Linked DNA regions of Macaca mulatta: region 1 is linked to region 2. Evidence: chromatin contacts called from public Hi-C data. All regions are on one chromosome and are shown on one strand. Each heading gives the region's core, a stretch centred on a gene start, on an enhancer-like site or on the middle of the called end of the contact. The rest is flanking DNA. Distances are from core to core; before and after follow the strand shown.

Evidence for each region. A called contact is a pair of places that touch in the nucleus more often than the background predicts.
Region 1: a contact with region 2 is called in a Hi-C map of CD4 T cells, with 4 times the contacts expected there. The contact joins two enhancer-like sites. A contact is called at or near these places in 6 of 14 Hi-C or Micro-C datasets (CD4 T cells, blood, cortical neurons and 3 more).

What each region holds. Positions count from the first base shown.
Region 1 is chr10:14,284,398-14,288,263 of T2T-MMU8v2.0, forward strand. The region is part of intron 3 of RAC2 (Rac family small GTPase 2); the gene reads left to right. Among named protein-coding and RNA genes, the nearest start is that of RAC2, 9.5 kb to the left of the region's middle. Within about 2 kb of position 1,529, at least 17 of the 40 cell types and tissues checked have an H3K27ac peak or open chromatin away from gene starts, as enhancers often do. A contact at or near this core is called in CD4 T cells, where this site is marked.
Region 2 is chr10:14,093,599-14,097,664 of T2T-MMU8v2.0, forward strand. No RefSeq gene overlaps it. Among named protein-coding and RNA genes, the nearest start is that of MFNG, 35 kb to the left of the region's middle. Within about 2 kb of position 2,658, at least 4 of the 40 cell types and tissues checked have an H3K27ac peak or open chromatin away from gene starts, as enhancers often do. A contact at or near this core is called in CD4 T cells, where this site is marked.

The DNA.
Region 1 (3,866 bases), core at 279-2,778, 190 kb after region 2:
TTGCTTCTTACCGGTGTAAAGAAACATTTCCGATTTTTGTATGTTGCTTTTGTATCTTGCAACTTCACTGAATTTATTAGTTCTAACCATTTTTGAATGGAGTGTTTGGGTTTTTGTAAATATAAGATCATGTCATCTGCAAAAAGGGACCATTTTACTTCCTCCTTTCCAGTGTGGATGCCAGTTTTTTCTTTCTCTTGCCCAACTGCTCTGGGTAGGACTAGAGTTTCAATTTTGCAAACTTAAAAAAGTTGCACATTGTGAATGTACTTAATGTCACTGAACTTTACACTTCAAATGGTAAAAATGGTGCATTTTCTGTTATGTATATTTCACTACAATTAAAACAACACAAACGAAGCCCTATAGAAAAGTTTTTAAAAAGGCCACCAAAACCCCTAGAAAGTTCTGGGAGGCACCCAGAGCGAGACCCACGCAGAGGGGCTAAGGCCTGAGATCAGGCCACCAAGCCGGGCAGACACTGCCAGCTCCTCCTCGTTACTGCTGGCTGCCCCACTGTAGTGAGTGTCCCTCTCTGGGCGTCAGTTTCCTTTTCTGTAAAAATGGGGTTAGTGGCCTGGCGCGGTGGCTCATGCCTGTAATTCCAGCACTTTGGGAGGCCGAGGTGGGTGGATCACCTGAGGTCAGGAGTTCGAGACCAGCCTGACCAATATGGAGAAACGCCATCTCTACTAAAAATACAAAATCTGTACTAAAAATTCTGGTTAACAAGGCGAAACCCCGTCTGTACTAAAACCACAAAAATTAGCTGGGCGTGGTGGCTGGGCGTGGTGGCGGGCGCCTGTAGTCCCAGTTACTCAGGAGGCTGAGACAGGAGAATCGCTTGAACTCGGGAGGTGGAGGTTGCAGTGAGCAGAGATCGCACCACTGCACTCCAGCCTGGGTGATGGAGCGAGACTCCGACTCAAAAAAAACACAAAAACACAAAAACAAAAAAACAGGGGTGGCCGGGCGCGGTGGCTCACGCCTGTAATCCCAGCACTTTGGGAGGCCGAGGCGGGCGGATCACAAGGTCAGGAGATCGAGACCACGGTGAAACCCCGTCTCTACTAAAAATACAAAAAATTAGCCGGGCGCGGTTGTGGGCGCCTGTAGTCCCAGCTACTCGGGAGGCTGAGGCAGGAGAATGGCGTGAACCCGGGAGGCGGAGCTTGCAGTGAGCCGAGATCGCGCCACTGCACTCCAGCCTGGGCGACAGAGCGAGACTCCGTCTCAAAAAAAAAAAAAAAACAAAAAAAAAACAAACAACAGGGGTTAGTGACGATGCCTCCCTCAAGGGAAAGTTGTTTTTGTTTCATTTTTTCAAACAAGGGAAGTTTTGCAGAATGTGATGAAATAATCCATGTAAGGCAGTCAGCACAGAGCGCGGCCGCCGAGGGGAGTGGGCCTGAGGTCTCTCAGCTCTCCAGACCCGGGGCCACAGGAGGAGCCAGACCCGAGAGACCGGGCGGGGTCTGGCCCTCCTGCCCCACCCCTCGTCGGTTTCCTCGGTGACCAAAGCCAGCCCGCGGGCTCCCCTGCGTGGTCGCCGCGGGGATGGCACTCAGAGAACCCACCGCCTGGGGCTCCCCTGTGAACCAGGGGAACCTCTGAGGGTCCTTCAGCCCCAACACCCAGGGATCCGTGGGGCTGGATTCTGGCTGGGGACAGGGCTGGACCCCTAGGAGCCCGTCACATGGGGCAGGCACTCTAATCCAGGATGATTCCGCTGACATGTAACGAGTTCTTGAAGCAGTATGAACCGGAGCCGTAAGGATGGATTCCACATGGGGAGAACTGGGGAACGGGTTGTCAGGTGTGGGGGTTGGGTTAGGAGAGCTGGCTTGGAAGTGGGAAGGGCACCAGCTGGTGGAGACTGGGCGACCTCTGTGTACAGTGGTGGGCAGGAGCACACGCTTAATGCTGAGTAAGTGTATGTGTGTGGCTTTAGCAGGAAGCAGGGGGGATGAACCTCAAAAGAGAAATGGGCCAGGTGCCCACACCTGTAATCCCAGCACTTTGAGAGGCTGAGGTCAGCGGATCATCTGAGGTCAAGAGTTTGAGACCAACCTGGCCAACATGGTGAAACCCCGTCTCTACTAAACACAGAAAAATTAGCTGGGTGTGGTGGCGCGCCCCTGTAATCCCAGCTACTTGGGAGTCCCAGGCAGGAGAATCGCTTGAACCTGGGAGGTGGAGGTTGCCGTGAGCTGAGATCTCACCACTGCACTCCAGCCAGGCCATAGAGTAAGACTGTTTCAAAAAAAAAGAAAAAAAAAAAAAAAAGAGAAATGGGAGCCAGGTGGTGAGAGGCTCTGAATGCCAGAACACCATTTACTCTTCTTATTTTTTTTGGATTGGCAATAGGTAAGAAGAAACCCTCCTTGGTGGGAAATGTCTCTTGTGCCAGATGCCACCGAGGGGTCTTTCAATGCCTTGTCCCAAGTGCTTCTCAGTGCAGCCCATCTGGGTCACATGCCAGATGGTGGGGAGCTGAGAACCAGGAACCAAGGTGAGCCCTGATTTGCAGTTTAGAAAGGTCACTCTGGCTGTCATGTGAAGGAAGGACTTGATGGACAGATTAAATGCAGACAGGCCTGTTAGGAGGCTGTTACAGAGGCCCCGGACAGGGATGCTGATGGTTGAGGGTAGGCTCACTCAACAGCTATTCTCAACTCCCTCTCCTTCCTCTACTGACTACAGAGTCTGTAAAAGCTAAATTGTTATTTCCCAGCCTCCTTTGCGGCCAAGGATGGCCATGTGACCTTTCTGGCCAACCAGGATGCCTGTAGAGGGTGGCCCTTCCTGAATAAAAGGAAATTCTCATGAGGAGAAGTCAGTGTTTGGCCTCCTTCCCTGCTGCTTGGAAAGTGGGTGTGAGGCTGGTAGGTGCAGCCAACTTGTAGCTCTCAACAGTAAGCATGAGGGGCAGAGCAAGTGCTGAGGGTGATGGAACCAAAACACAGAAGGGCCCAGGTTTCTGACAGTACTGCTGGGCTGTGGCTCCAGTCCCTGGCTGCTTCCTGACACCCTACTGAGTGAGATCAACTAACCCCTGCCTGTGCAAGCCCTGCTGCTTGTCGGCAGTGGAGTATAAGTGTGCTGACACATGGAGTGAGGTATAGGAGCCCAAACCAGTGCAAGGAGAGGACTGGAAAAGTATTGAAAAAGGGAGGGAGTGGCCCTAGCCAAGTGATGCAGAGAGGCAGGGTAGGAGTGGGCTAGAGCCCATGGTTGACTCACTCACCTTCCATTCTACCCCTGCCCCACCCTCCTATACTGCAGAGGTTAGCAAGCTAAAGCCACCCTTTCTCCCGGATCCCTTGCAGCTATGATTCTGGAGGTGAATTAGATCCTACCAATGAGATTTGCTCCCATGAGATCTGGAAAGCAGCTGTCTTCTTGCTGCTCTTGGCAGTCATTGCTGGCAAGTGACCTTGTGGGTGTCAAGAAGCAGTTGTATTAGAGGAGGTAGTGCTGGACCCTGTGTCATAGTGTCTGGACTCCCACTTCCTGAGGCTTAAGATTCAGGTACAGCAGTGGTGGAAGCATCCTAACCCCTGGGTGGCAGCCGCAGTGGAGGGTTTGGGGGTGGCCCCTGACTCCTCACCTTCCTGTCTGTGGCCTCGGTGGAAGTCCCTCTTGGTCAGTTCTGCAGTGTTCTGGGAGTCATTTCTGGAAACCTGCTCTGGAGCATGCTCCCTGAGGACGTCTTATGATGTTGTAGGCACTGAATTTCCCATGTTCAATCTCTTTCTGCTTAAGATACCTAATGTGGCTTCTAGTCCTTACACTGAAACATGACTGATATAAGGACCAAGAAGTGACCTTTGGATTTAGAAATCTGGATGTAATATGTAGGTAAG
Region 2 (4,066 bases), core at 1,408-3,907:
TGATTGGGGTGCCGCTGGGGGGTACCAGGCCAGGCTTGGGAGGGGCCTTATGGGATAAAAGGGCATGAAAGTGGGCCCCTTGCACTCAGATTCTGAGAAAATCCTCCCCAGCCAGGGGGAAGAAAACACACAGCACATCTCCTTACCAGATTTAACAAACATGACCATCTGGGGGACAGCAGCCATCAGTTAAATAATCCTGCCATTTGGTGAAGGCCAAGGTTGCCTCTTGGGCATATGCTGGTTCTTTGTAGGGAGAGGAGTGGGACAGAGAGCAGGACTTTGGGCCAATGGGGGCTCTCCTGGGGACTGGCCCCCTTAATCCCACCTCCAGCCCAGCCAGGAGAAGGCCAGTCCAGGTGGCCTGGGCCTTCTGCAACTGTCCTTTACCAGTCCCTTGGGCCTCATGTTCCCCTTCTGCAAGATGGGACTGAAATCATTCCCACCCTACCTGCTTCTCCTGGGAGCATGAACGCGGAAGTGTGTTGCCAATAGGGGAGAGCCATCTAAACAAAAACAAGGGAATCTAAAATGGAGCTCGCCCGCTCCCCTCCTGCCACCCCCTTCCTGCTCCGGAATTTGTGTGCACTTGTAATCTGTGACTCTGCCTCATCGTGCCTTGCTGGACCTGACGATTAGGTGCAGTGGTGGTTCTGGCCTTGCCCTCTGATGGCTTTTCCCTAATTGGTCTAATCTGTATTTTCACGCACTCACTGGAAAATAAGAGCCACCAGCTTCTCTGAGGAGCTGGAATGAGGCGTGAACCCTGAGAAGGGTTGGGGGAGGTTTGCGGCTCCTGCCATGGGGGCTGGGGAGGTCGCAGGAAAATGACAGACTGTCCTTGTTCTTGGGTTCTCACAGTCCCTGGGCGAGGAGGGGCACGAATGGAGGTATGGGAGGCGAAAAGGTACTGGGGGCCTGCGTACCTGGGAAAGGAGAGGTGGGGAGAAGAAACCCTGACTGGGGTTGGCTCCCGGGGGCAGAATGTCTATCCAGGGGCAGGAATGGGGGCACCCAGTCAGAGAGATCCCGGGGGCAGAGTATGAGCATCTCGGTGCCCAGCTTCTTGTGTTTCTGTGACTTTCTCTGGGATAGGACAATTCTGTGGACATCTCTCTGGATTTGTCACTACTTTGGGAGGACAGCTCGGTGGGTGTCTGAGTCTAGTGTGTTGTCTGTGTGTATGAGTGCATGAGTGTGTATGCGTGTGAGTTGTGTGTGACCACTGGTGGCTGCATTCGGCTTCCAGCCCTGCAGGGTTTCCTTGCTGAACCTCTGGGGATCCTGCCTTGGGACAGAGGTGGCTAATGCAGCTGGGGGTGGGGGTGGGGCTAGCCTAGATAGAGGCTTAAGCCTCTACTACTGGGGTAAAGCGATTACCAGCGTGTGTGTGTGTGTGTGTGTGTGTGTGTGTGTGTGTGTGTGTGTGCGCGCGCGCACGCACGCCTTTAGTCACTGCGGAATCCTCAACCACCCTGAGAGGGTCCAAATACTTGCCCGTGGCCTTCCTTCCCTTTCCTTGCCATGATTCACACCCCCCGCCCCGCCCCGACCCCGCCACAGCTGACCTCGATATGTGCATTTACTCTAAGGCGCTGTGCTCTGAAATTGCTTCTCCTCCTCGGAGTTCTCTGGCTCTGATGGTGAAATTTCCACTAGTGTCAGAGGGGAGACAGTTTGGGATGTGGGGAGCTTCTTGATGCTGCCTTAGTGACATGTACAAATTGGGACCCTTGACCTTGCGTTTGACAAATGAATCACTTATAATCACCACTTATTTTTACTTGCATCAGCCTCACCAAGACGAAGAGCTTTGGGTGGCTCCTCCTGGCGCCAGGAGCCCCTACGTGGGGTTAATGATGATAAGAGAAGTGAGTGTGACTCAGCGGATGGAATGTTCCAACACTGGTGAGTAAATTCAGTTTCCTATAACAAACAGACAATAAGGAAATTAGGTTCTCACCGTGCACCTGAGAATGGTGCTGATCCTTAATATCCTCTCCTGTGTAGCAGCTCTTCCCAGATCAGCCGCCCTCTGTTGCCCATTTCACAGATGAAGAAACTAAGGCACAAAGAAGTGAAGTAATTTGCTCTGAGATTAACCAGTTCACGGAGCAGGGATGTGAGCCCAGGCTGTCTAGGGTCCTTGCCAAGTACCCAGCCACTGTGCCCCGCATTGCAGGGCAGCCCCACACATGGTCACGGGGTGGAATTCACGGTGTTTCCTGCAGCAGAACCGCAAACCTTAGTCTTACCGGAGAGCTTCTTGCCAATAACTTGATTTCACACGGCAGAGAAAGAGGAGGACAGGTTTAAAAGAGGCTTTTACTATACCCAACTGGTATTCGCTTCGTGTGTCTGTTCTCTGTGGTTTGTAAATATTCTCCAGCTTCCCCTTGATCTCTACAGCAGGGCACGCTCTCCATGACAGCACTTTGCTTTCTCAACAGCGCTCGTATCACCAGCTCGAGCCGCAGCCGTCTGCATGGAGCACCGTTGACATTGCAGCCGTGAGACCTGCTCCAGGTCCAGCAGAGGCTGACTCACAGCGTCTCGGGACTGGGAATGGAACACTGGTCTTTTGGGCATCGCGGACATCATAGAGGGAGGCAGGGAGGCTGGGGGTGCATCTGTAAAACGGGGGTGTGAGAGGCAGGGGCACAGCAATACCTACCTCACAGGGTTTGTGTATCAGTCAGGGCTTATTTCCCATTGCTGAGCAGAGGCTGGAAATATTGATAAGACTGGTTTAAACCATATCCAGACTTCCCACTCTCTCACCTAACACAGGTCAGGGGGTAGACGTCCTGGGTTGGTGGGGGCCCCAATGGTGTTTTTGGGGACCCAGGCTCCTCTCTTCAGTCCCACCCGCCTTAGCAGCCAGCTTCCATCCTCAAGGTCACCTCATGATCCAAGATGGCTGCTGGGCCTCCATCATCACATCTAACTTTCAGCAGGGAGTGGGCACACACTGGCCCAATGTTGCCTTCTGTCCTACCTGATAACTTACACTTGGCCCTCATTGGCCGCTCCTAGCCGCAAGGGAGGCTGAGAAACAGAACCTTTTGGCCAGGCACATTGCCATCCAAGTGTTTGTTGCAAAGGCAAGTGGGAGACAGGATATGGTAGGGGCACCCCACAGTCTGTGCCACAGCACGTGGTAGACTCCTGTGCATCCCAAGGTGCAACCTGTCTATTTGTCCAAGCGCTGTGACCGTTTCAGCCCAAACAGCCAGACAGGTGAGGGGAAAGGAGTCCCACAGGCAAGCACCGGAAACCCGCCCCGTCAGCTGATTGTGAGTTCGGGGTTTTATTTCTCCCTTAGTATCCTGTGGCAGTTCCAGCCTTGGGGAGGGAGGTTCTGTGGACAGTCATGAAGGGGTCTAAGGAGAGAAGGAGAAGGCTGCCAGGCATGGGGCTGTGCCTTGCAGATATGTTCCGAGAGGAACTGTGGCGATAGTGGCAGTATAGTCATCTGGCACTGCAGGCATCGCTCTGAGTTGGGAGGTCTGGGTGGCCCATCTGGGAGGGCGGGATAGAGGCACCACAGGGTCTTGCAGATGTGGTGACCTGCAGATGGCAGGCCGCCTGGAACGGCCTCCTGAGGTTCTGCGGCAGGGCCAGTGACCAAGCCCATGCTCCTGGCTCCTCACCCTTTCTGCTGGGCCCTGGGAGAGCGTCACAAGGGTTGTGACAATGAGAGGGGACATTTAATCAGGAAGGAACATTCACCTCCATTTTCCCATTGGTCCTCTCCACATTGGGTAGGGTGGGCAGAGATTATCATCCCCATTTTACAGATGGGAAGACTGTGCAGGTGCAGAGGCTGAGGGAGGCTAAAGAATGAGGTGAAAGGTACATGGTGGCAGAGCTGGGCTGGGTCCCTGCGTCCTTCATTCCTGAGGGGGTTGGGGATGGCCTGAGTGCATTTCCTAATGTGGTACCTTTTCTTTTTTACTTTAACTTAAAAAAACTGAGTATAGTTTACATACAGAAACGCAAAGAAAGTGCATGAGTTTTAAGTGTTTAGTTTGTTGATATACATACATTTATCAAACATGCCCAG